3 separate regions of the Gossypium hirsutum genome follow, and regions 2 and 3 are each linked to region 1. The links are chromatin contacts, called in public Hi-C maps. All regions are on one chromosome and are shown on one strand. The core of a region is the stretch at or near the end of the contact, and the rest is flanking DNA. Distances in the headings are between cores, read along the strand shown.

Evidence for each region. Hi-C and Micro-C count contacts between places; a contact is called where the count stands out from the background.
Region 2: a Hi-C map of leaf shows a contact between it and region 1, with 1.9 times the contacts expected there. The contact joins the promoter of LOC107922576 here to the promoter of LOC107922466 in region 1. A contact is called at or near these places in 3 of 34 Hi-C or Micro-C datasets (all in leaf).
Region 3: a Hi-C map of leaf shows a contact between it and region 1, with 1.8 times the contacts expected there. The contact joins the promoter of LOC107922244 here to the promoter of LOC107922466 in region 1. A contact is called at or near these places in 3 of 34 Hi-C or Micro-C datasets (all in leaf).

The regions. Positions count from the first base shown.
Region 1 is chrD01:55,030,256-55,033,950 of Gossypium_hirsutum_v2.1, reverse strand. LOC107922466 (myb-related protein 308) reads left to right here and starts at 1,983. Exons shown (of 2, transcript XM_016852515.2): 1 at 1,983-2,735; 2 at 2,842-3,559. The coding sequence starts at 2,473. The coding sequence ends at 3,373.
Region 2 is chrD01:55,690,171-55,693,761 of Gossypium_hirsutum_v2.1, reverse strand. It overlaps LOC107922576, which reads left to right and starts at 2,140. Exons shown (of 2, transcript XM_016852666.2): 1 at 2,140-2,437; 2 at 2,518-3,029. The coding sequence starts at 2,216. The coding sequence ends at 2,847.
Region 3 is chrD01:55,708,675-55,712,386 of Gossypium_hirsutum_v2.1, reverse strand. It overlaps LOC107922244 (aquaporin PIP2-7-like), which reads right to left and starts at 1,969. Exons shown (of 4, transcript NM_001327196.2): 1 at 1,572-1,969; 2 at 1,182-1,477; 3 at 955-1,095; 4 at 491-871. The coding sequence starts at 1,851. The coding sequence ends at 752.

The sequences.
Region 1 (3,695 bases), core at 734-3,233:
GCACTGCCTGTACTCCATGGATAATTACACGAAAAAAAAAAGGGAAATTGTGGTAAGGTGTGAAGTTTGGATATCTGAAACAGATCTTCCACTAAGGTTAAAAGAGTCCCACATGGTGGGGGCAGCCAAAAGGTAGGTAGGTAGGTAACGTAAGGGTCTAGAGCCACTTTTTGGACAGCTCTTCTTATTCATAAAGTTTTTGTTCAAACTCAATACCTAAGCACATGATATCCACGTTCTGCTGTGATGGTCACCACAATCTGATTATTGCAATCCTTAACCTAAACCCCTTACCCCATTTTTAGGACCTTAACCAATCATGTAGTTATAAAATTAAAATCCCTATCAATTTTTTATTTTATTTTTAAATTCTCTTTTGTTTGGGGGGTTGTTAATAATCAAACAATTCTGAATTCTCTTTTAGGAGTCTTATCTTTTAAAGTCATAGGACAGTCGGTCATGTGGTTGTGCAGTGTGGGAGATTGGGATTGCTTGGGTTAGGAAAAAGACTTGGTTAAAAAGCCAACCTAACTGATAGCGATCATGATGTGCGCCGTCTGATTGAAACAGGTTAGGCACCATTCAATTAATGCGCGTAGGTAAATGTTTTGATCCATCATTTTTTAGCCCATTCTTAATTTTCTTTTTTCCCCTTATGATGTAAAATTCAATTTGTTGTTTGTTCAAATGTTGAGAAACAAAACAAAATGGATAAGCTTAGGTGGGTTTTTAGTTAAAAATAAAGATAATAAAAGTAGAAAAAAAATAAAAATCTTAAATGGTGACCCTGTCTGTCCCCCCCTTCCCCATCCCCATATAGTTGAACATCAAAGTAAGGCCAGGAATTGGACTCGTTGCAAGGACAGTCAGAAAGGTGAAAAAAGTAGGTGAAATCTCCCCCTCTCCCCCAGTCCGAAAACAACTTGTTCTCATCATCCTTAGCTCTTACCATCCACTTGAATTTCACGATGAGAGAGAGAGGGGGGGAGGGGAGTTTTGTTATGTGTGGTGGTGGGTGGCAAATATCATTATGCAAATTGGAGAGGGAAAGAAAACAACAAAAAGGGTGAAAAAAGAATCAACCTTTCCCATCCCTAACCTCACTGCTGCCCATTTGTTGCCTAAACTTAAACCACAAGGTTTGGGGGGGAAGAACCAAAAAGAAATAAAAAGGAAAGTGGAAGGTGGAAGGTGAACCAAAGCCCACAAACAAAGACAACCACAACCACACTCATATAATATTAGACTTATTTTAGAGTATTTATCTTTTCCCTATTCTCCCTTTTTCTTTCATCATCATCCTGCCCCTGAACCCCAACCTCCAAGTCTTCTAGAAACCCCCCCTTTCTCTCTCCTGCATGATGATGGTATACCAATAGAATAAAGATCCACAACTACCATCCCTATTTCATGATTTCTTCACTAATATATCCCATCCACCACTCCATTTCACTAATATAGCAACCTTTTATATATATATATATATGTTTTCCTACCAACATATAAAAAATATTTCCAGCTTCAAGATTTGATTTTTCTTGTAAACCAAAACTAGTCAACTGGACAACATTTAGTGTCATATATTTACACAAAAATAATTCTGTAATGGAGCTTATTATTATAGTTAAGGTTCCTTAATCTTATAGTATTCAGACTTTTGAGTCATAGTACTCTCTTTCTAATTCTTTTTCAATTATAAAAGAGATCACACCGGTTAATAAAGAAAAACAAGGGTGATAGATAGATAGATATATATTGAGATTTAAATCCGGAAAACCTTTTGGTAAGGATGGATGTTAGTTCCAACAACATGATAAAATATTTAAGTTGAACATGTACTCTGGTACATGTCTAATTTCAGTTGGGGGAAAGATTATGAAAGCTAACTAAATTATTAATCTAAAGTAGTACAGGTTTAGACAAAGAGCCAAAGGTAGGGAAAAAAAACTATTATAGAAAAAGAATGGGGTGGGAGAGAGCAGAGATCACACTTTGTCCTACCCATACTTTAATACCTTACTTTACACCTACCTAAAGGTTACCTACAGTTAATATATATCCCTTTTAACTTATTATATATGATTGATGCTAATATCATCAAGAGAGAGGCTACCAGCCACTCCCCTCAAACCTGTCTCACCAACTCACATCTAGAAGCTAAAATTAGGGTCACTGCGCTCTTTCTCTTTCTGGTTGTGTGTGTGCGTAATAGTCAAAAGGCTATATAAAAAAGCATCTAAAGTGCTCTCAAAGGGCCGGCCTCAATGTTCCTGCAACACAAAAAACAAGGCCTCCATTTCATTTTCCACCCTTACTGCTTCTCCTAGATTCTAATTATAATATACACACACATATATATCATATCATATTATATTTTATACTAGTGTGTATAGTATTGAAAAACTGCAAACGTAGGCTACTAGTGCTGCTATTTTCCACAAGTTGAAAAAGGTTTCTTTGTGTTACTGAATTATGGGAAGGTCTCCTTGTTGTGAGAAAGCTCATACGAACAAAGGTGCGTGGACTAAAGAAGAAGATGATCGCCTCATAGCTTACATCCGAGCCCATGGTGAAGGTTGCTGGCGTTCACTCCCTAAAGCTGCTGGCCTTCTCCGCTGTGGCAAAAGTTGTAGACTTCGTTGGATCAATTACTTAAGACCTGATCTTAAACGTGGCAATTTCACTGAAGAAGAAGATGAGCTCATTATCAAGCTGCACAGCCTTCTTGGTAACAAGTAAGTGTTGTATATAAATATAGATAGATTATATATTCAACTTTGTTAGTGTGTGGTGTTTGAAATTTTGATTGGTTTTTTATGGGGGATTCCTTGAATTTTATAGGTGGTCTCTTATAGCGGGGAGATTACCAGGAAGAACAGATAATGAGATAAAGAATTACTGGAACACGCATATAAGAAGGAAGCTATTGAGCAGAGGTATTGATCCAGCAACTCACAGGCCACTCAATGAGGCTTCTCAGGATGTAACAACAATATCTTTCAGTGGTGCCAAAGAAGAGAAAGAGAAGATTAATACTAACAGTAATAATAACCCTATTGGATTTATCACCAAAGATGAAAAGAAAATCCCAGTTCAAGAAAGGTGTCCAGACTTGAATTTGGACCTCAGAATTAGCCCTCCTTATTACCAGCAAACCCAACCAGAGTCATTCAAAACTGGAGGAAGAACTCTTTGTTTTATTTGCAGCTTGGGAGTTAAAAACAGCAAAGATTGCACTTGCAGCACCATCACTACTGCTGCAGGTAGCAGCAGCAGCAGCAGTAGCCACAGCAACAGCAACAACAGCAGTGGTTATGATTTCTTAGGCTTGAAATCTGGTATCTTGGAATATAGAAGTTTGGAAATGAAATAATAAAGAGTGAAAATTTGGATTTTTAACTATGTAGTTCAACTCCCCCCCCCCCCCGAAAAAAAATATTGGAGAGAAATGACAAGGAGATCATTGTTATTAGTTTTAAAATCTCTTTCATTTCTCTTTTTTTATTTCTAATTTGTATGATTATTATATCACATTATATATGCATATATTAGTAGAATAGATGATCATTGTTGTTGGTGAGTGTTTATGCATTTATTGAGTTATAAAACCTTCTTCTTCTTTCAATGCAAATCACTTCAACTTTGAAGAGAACATGGAAGGTGTCCCTTTACACATTTGTTTTTACCTCTCTTTT
Region 2 (3,591 bases), core at 891-3,390, 660 kb before region 1:
ACTACATAAAGCCTATCTCTGTTCTTGTAAGAAATTTAATCTTAATGTAAAAAGTTGCAATCATCGTCTTTGCCATTCGAGTTATGGGTTAGTAATACTAAATATCATAACAAACCTTTTCCTCTTCAAACTCAAAATTATTTTTCATTTTGACTCCAAAAAAGTTGTCTTTCATTTTCACTTAATAAAATTAATTTTATCTCCCAAATGATTAATATAATTTCGTATTCAAATTTCTTTTTAAACTTGTGTAGCTGAAGTGAGTTTAAAATATATACCTAAAGTTAATTCATAAAATATTCTCTATCCTCCAATTGAATTCTAAAAGTATAAGAATTATACCACTTAGCTCATTCTGTTTAGTTTAGACACTAAATATCAACTTAAATCTAAGATGAATCATATTTACATGTCAATCATATTATAAACATATGTGTACCTATTACATAAAGAGTTCGAATATATCATGTTAATATATATGTATGTATATATATAGCTTTCATAAATCTTATTGACATGACTTGTTTTCGTTATCACATCGTATCCAAATTGTTCATACAACAAATACATATTTGAATTGTGTTTTACATCTAATTGACTTATTGGAATGACAAACTAACTTCATTGATATAACATTAATTTTAAGTACAGTTTACATATAAAAAAAAAACTGATAAATTTAAAAAAGCTTAATGCAATTAAATAATATATATATAAAAACCAGGAATGTTCCCTTTCCCTTAAAAAAAAGATGGTGGAAATGAAGTTAGTGGTCCCTTAAATCATTCATTAAAGACTAAAAAGAAAAAAAAAGTAACAAAAATGATGGCAACAGTTGTCTTGGCAAATGGCAAACCAAACACCATACTCTACATATTAAATTACAAAAGCAAGTCTCTGATAATTGTATGTATACAACATATAACATATATAATCATAATCATAAAATAAATAATAATTTTTAAAAGGCTTGTGAAAATCTGACCCAAATACTCTGTTTTGGCAATGAGTTTATAATTTATTGTTTTCAGAACATGACTACTGAATACTGATATCCTGTTTTATTGTATAAATTTTTCTGATGGAAGCTGCCATTTTTGTTTTATTGATGAAAAAAGAAAGAAGAATAAAAAAATAAAAGGTGATATAAGCCAAAAGCTCTGTGTTTTCATGTTGTCTTCTTCATTCACCTTTTTTTTTTATTTTTTGTATATAATAAAATTATGAGTTGTTAGTTTATTATCTTCCACATTCGGTTGATTTTTAAATCGAATTTATGATTTTTTTTTAAAAAAATTTAGTTTTAGAGATTTGACAAATCTTGAACAATAAGAATATATACGGCATTCTTTTGGGTGATTGAAATGTATAGATTTTGTTTTAACCATGTTGTGAATAGCTTCACAAACGTAATTAAAAAAATGATCATATGTCTATCGCATGTTAGATTTTCAATTATCACTTTTGAAGTTTTTAAACTCTATTATATTTAATTATATATTTCATTGTTTTTCATAAATATTATGAACTCACATTTGCTTCAATTATTTTTTTACAACGGCAGGAAGTAGAGGTTACTTGGGTTTGAACTCAATTTTGGTGTTGCACTAGAACACTAGTCTTTTCAAATGGCCATTGAAAGCTTTAAAAGATAAGGTTTAAATATGGCCAAATTTTGCTACTAATTTATCTACTTGGATTTTGTCTATGTATTTTTTATTTTTTATTTTTTATTCAAAATTTTTATTATCATTTTTTATCAAATTTTTTCTATTAAGTGAGAGTAGCTTAATTAGCATGTTAAGAAGCACTAATGGTATTAATTATTTCACTTAAATTTTATTTATTGTAAATACTAAATCCCTAATTTTATTGTAACCTTTAAATTTGTTGATGGTGTTGTTAAAGAAATGGAGGGAGAGAACATTTGGGCCTAAAAGAGGAAAGAAAAGTAATGAAATTAGAAAACCCAACATTTCACGAAGGTCCAATCCACCATTAGGTGTTAGCCTCTGGCTTCTCTTCAATTAAGGTCACCTTGTAAGGAATATCGTAAGTTCCAAGCTAGGTTTAGGGTTAACTTTTTATTCCCTTTTAACTTTATTCACATATATATATGTAATAACAAACGCACTGTCCAGTTCGAAACGCTGTGATATTCCATTTTGTGTTTATTCTTTGAATAGAGGGTTCTTTGGAGAGTGATATCTCAGTGATGGATGCAGAAAAGAAGACTTGGTTTTGGCTCGACCGAACCTTGTTAATGTGTTTGCTTTACTTTGCTGTAGATGGTAATAAACAGCACTTTATTGCCACGCTCGTCGCATTGATATTGCATGATTTCGTAGTTTACATGGTCAAGCTCCTTCTCCAGGATATTTATGCTCTTTTCTCCACTCTGTTACACAACTTGAAGTTAAGATCTTTAAACAAAAGCGTAAGTGCCTTATTATTATTATCATTATGGTGGATTGAATTTGCATGCATGATCTGATATTCCTGAATGTATTGTTTCAGGGTACCATTGAGGGAGGAAATTACAACAGCATGAGAGAAAAGGAGGAAGTAGAAATAAGGACAACAGCGAAGAAGAATGAAAAAGAAGGTGAAGAGGGAAGCATGCAGGTGCAAGTTGCATGTGAGACTTGCAGGATGTTCAAAGAGGAAGAAGCAATGAAAGCCAAAGGGAAATACAAGGATAAGTACAAGAAAAAGTTGCTGCAAAAGGAGGAGAATTTTGATAGAGTTAAAAGCACTTTGAAAGAAAAATATAATGAAGATAGAGACAAGTGGGAAGAAGAGAGAAAGTTGCTCAAGATAAAGTATGAAGAGATGCGATGGACATAAACCAAACAAAAAACCCTTTAATTACTTAGTTATTAATGTTTATTGATAGATGATGTCCTAAGAGGGCATATTAACTAATAATACCAGTTCTGATGCTTTTTAAATTTATGGGGTATATTGAGATATCAATGTTTATTCCTGTTTTGAACAATGTTGAAGAAAAACATGCAAGTTTAATGTTACTTGAGAGAGGATATTCTTAAGCACTCTTCAAAGCTTTTACTCAAGAGAGGATTACTCACAACTGCAAAATCATATCATCAAATGAAAACTCTATCAAGCATGTTTGCAAGACTTACATTAAAACCAAGATACTTGAAAACATGGGGAGGATTAGATTTAGCTGCTATTAATTTCATAACTTTTTATACATGCAAGTACAATATTGTAAATCCAACCAATGAAACACTGTAAAACCATTTGAAGTTACAGATTAGGGCCAGTAGGTCCCATGAGAGGTAAATTTACTTATCTTTCAATCTGGAGCTAGTTTAGCATTGTAAGGTCCTTTTGGAAAACACCGATCAGTCATTTTCTTGGTTGAAAAGCACATTCTAAAGCTGCTTTGCTGTCAAAAGGCTTTTGAATAGTCAGGCTAAATATACCCTTAAACTGAATCTCCCTAAAATAGGATTTCTACGCTTCCATTAAAGGTGGTAAAGGATTGCCCAAAAATAAAAAAAAACTTGAGCACACATGATTCATAGAACTCGGATTGTATAATGTATGTAAATATGCATTTGG
Region 3 (3,712 bases), core at 720-3,219, 680 kb before region 1:
TGCTACCAGCCTACTACTTGTTTTTTGGCTTTTATCTTTCTTTGCCTTTGTGGTTTTAGCCGATTTCTGATAGGATAAGACTGAGAGGTAACCCATGTGCAGCCATGACGCGTGGCTTCGTTTGTAGGGTCCTCGGATTCCTTGCCCTCTCGTTTTCTGCTTTTGGCAACCAACTGACCTTTCCAGACAGGTGAAAAAAGGAGGAGGGTCAGAATTTGAACTTTTTTAACCCCTTTTTTATCTTCCTTGGGAAGGGGGCATCTTCGGTTCTTTCTTGCTACCCTTCTCCTTTATACGTGTCTATCTATCATATGTTGTTACAAAAAGTTAACTCATGTGTACCTCACATGACTCCAAAACAAGGCCCTTAATTTATGGGAAATGAATGATCCCACTCACTCCAAATGGCCATTATGGGGAAAATTTGTTTACCCATTTTGTCATTTTAGGTCTTTTACAATAGGTTAGGTCTTGAATGAGACATATTACCTTTAAGAAACGACACTAAGGAATCAATTATCTAAATTCTTAAAGAGATTTACACTGCACACAATGTGAAAAAACAGTGATACATGAGAGAAGCAAAAGCTAACAACGAAGGATTAAATATTTATAAATAGAGAAAAATGATAAAAAGGAAAGGGTCATCATCATTCATCATTCATAATAATCTTCTCATACACACAAACGAACAAATGGAGAAAATAGAAAAAGAGTGAAGTGGAGACAAAGCTATTTGGGTTGATTTTTTTTAGTTGGTGGGGTTGCTGCGGAAGGATCCCAAAGCTTTGATAGCTGCTGCTCTAAGGATGTACTGATGATATATAGCTGCTGCAAGTGCTCCAACAAATGGACCAACCCAGAAAATCCACTGTCCATCACAAATATAAACCATGTCTTAGTTTCAAAGATCAAAAAAGGACAGTAAAATGTTAATAGTACATGAACACTTACGTGTTCATCCCAGGCTTTGTCGTTATTGTAGATTACAGCAGCACCGAAACTCCTTGCAGGGTTAATACCAGTACCGGTGATGGGGATGGTAGCCAAGTGAACCATGAACACTGCGAACCCTATTGGAAGGGGAGCCAATACCTACACCCAAAACAACAGTTTAAATCCCATCAGACACGGTAACAGCTTAAAATCATGGAGTCGATCCATATATAGATGTTACATACAGGGACGTGGGAGTCACGGGCACTTCTCTTGGGGTCGGTGGCTGAGAAAACAGTGTAGACAAGTACGAAAGTTCCAATAATCTCAGCTCCCAAGGCAGTTCCCTTGTTGTAGCCAGAAGCCACGGTGTTTGCACCACCACCAAGGGAGTTGTATGGATGCTTCATGAAAGCTTTAACCAACCCAACTCCACATATAGCACCCAAGCACTGTGACACCATGTAAGCCACAGCCCTAATGAAAGACACTTTACGGGCCAAAAACAACCCAAAAGTCACCGCAGGGTTAATGTGTCCACCTGTAACCAAAACAACCAAAACACTTCAAGCAAACAAAAGAGCAATTTAGTTTTTAGGGTTAGGGGTTTTGTTTTGGTGTGGTGTTGGTGTTACCTGAGATACCGGCAGTGCAGTAAACAAGGATAAAGATCATGCCACCGAAAGCCCATGCAATACCCAAGAGACCAACACCATCACATGCATCTTGTTGTTTCTTGTGACCAATTACAGTAGCAACAGTGACATAGAGGAAGAGGAGAGTGGCTATGAACTCAGCTATGAGGGCTCTGTAAAAAGACCATGACTTGAGTTCAGCCATGTCAATCAGAGGTGCCGGTGGAGGGTCCACATAGTCCTTACGACCCTGTCCTTCTTCACTAACTTCCTTAGACATTGTTTTTGGGTCTCTCTCCAAGCTTTCCTTTGTGGTTTGCTTACGGGGAGGTGCTTATTATATCTATGTTGTTTCTTTGTGCAACTAAATGCAGCTTCAAATCACTCCCTTTTAAACTGGTGTCAAGGGGAAACACAAATGGTGCATTTACGGATAAGCCAAGGGTAGTGTTGGAATATAATTTGGGTTATGGGAAATCATTTTCCTTAAATAATAATATATTATTTGGTGGGTTTGAGAAGGGGTAGGGGACAGTCAGGGTGGGACCAAAGGGTGTACAGCGAGACCATGTGACTGTGAGGGCTAAAAGTAATCATCATCTCAAAAGTAGGGTTTCAAAGGGGTCAGCCTGGCATCCAACCTAAGCCACGGTTATATCTTGTCTTTTTTTCTCTCTTTTTTTATTTCTCCATAATTTTACTTGAATTTCCTACAATATCCCTTTCATATCCCCTTCCCTTTGTGTTGCCACATCATCTCATACCATTTCCTTTCTCTCCAGTTATTTATATCAAACTATTTCCAATTTTTCAAATATTTTTAAATGGTTAACTCCCCAAATGAATTTGTAAAATATTCATTTATTTCTTTTAATTATTTTAATCTAGAGCTAATATACGTGTACTTACCGCTTAAACAATTTAAATATGATATTCTAAAAATATAATGTGAATAAATTTAGGGTGATAATTTTTTTAGCACGAATGATCTAGTTTGTTCATTTAGTAGGTACACTCGTGTTCACAATTTAATTCACTTATTTTCTTTTATAGAAGAAGAAGAGCATTAGTGACCTTAGGACTAGAGGTGCTCATGGGCCGGGCCGGGTTCGGACCGGGCTCAGAAAAAATTTTGGCCCGAGTCTTAGGCTCAGGCCCGGCCCGAAATATGAGCCTAGAATTTTACCCATGCCCGGCCCGGGAAAAATTCATAAGCCCAGGCCTGGCTCGGCCCGGCCCGTTTTTTAAATAAATACCAAAAATTTATTTTAAAAATTAAAAAAATTTAAAAATAAAAATATTTATTATATTTGGGCCGGGTCGGGCTCGGGCCAAAAAAGTGGTGCCCGAGGCTCGGCCCGTTTTTTAATCGGGCCTCGTTTTTTTGCCCAAGTCCATATTTCGGGTCTATATTTTTACCCAAACCCTTCCATATTTCGGGCGGGCCGTCGGGCCGAGCTGGGCTGCCCGGCCCATGAGCACCTCTACTTAGGACCTATTAGTCCTTACATAAGATTTCTAGCTTTATCATCTAATAACATCTTCCTAACATTAATCAAAAGTAACTAAAAAATGACTAACTCTAAAGGGTTCTCAAGGCATGTTTTTGCTATACAATCAGCTTTCTACTTTAATACCTTGGATGAGTGAAGCCATCATAACATCCTCAGAATCTGCGTTTAGCATATCAACCGCTACCTTGCTATCACTCTCCAGAATAACTTTAGAATAACATCTATGTCAAGCTACTTGTACACCATGATATATTGCCCATAATTCATTTATTTTAAGTATACTTCACATTAAATTTAAGGTAGCATTTAATGTCGAAACTAACTAAATGATCTGATTGAAGTGATACTAATGTTTCGGGTTTAAAAATCAATTTAGAATCTAAGTCATAATTTACGAAATTTAGGTATAATTAACCCAAAAATAAAGTATTTATATTTAGTCCAGTATACTATTTTAGGCTTATATCACGATTTGATCCACAAACTATATATTTTAATTTCGAACATTTTTGTCATGCTTAAAAGAAAGTGATGTGTTCTCATTTATTGGGTATAACATTTTTTTTAACACTACTAATTGTTTTTACTAAAAATTATAATGGAATGACAGCTTAGATACCAGAATGA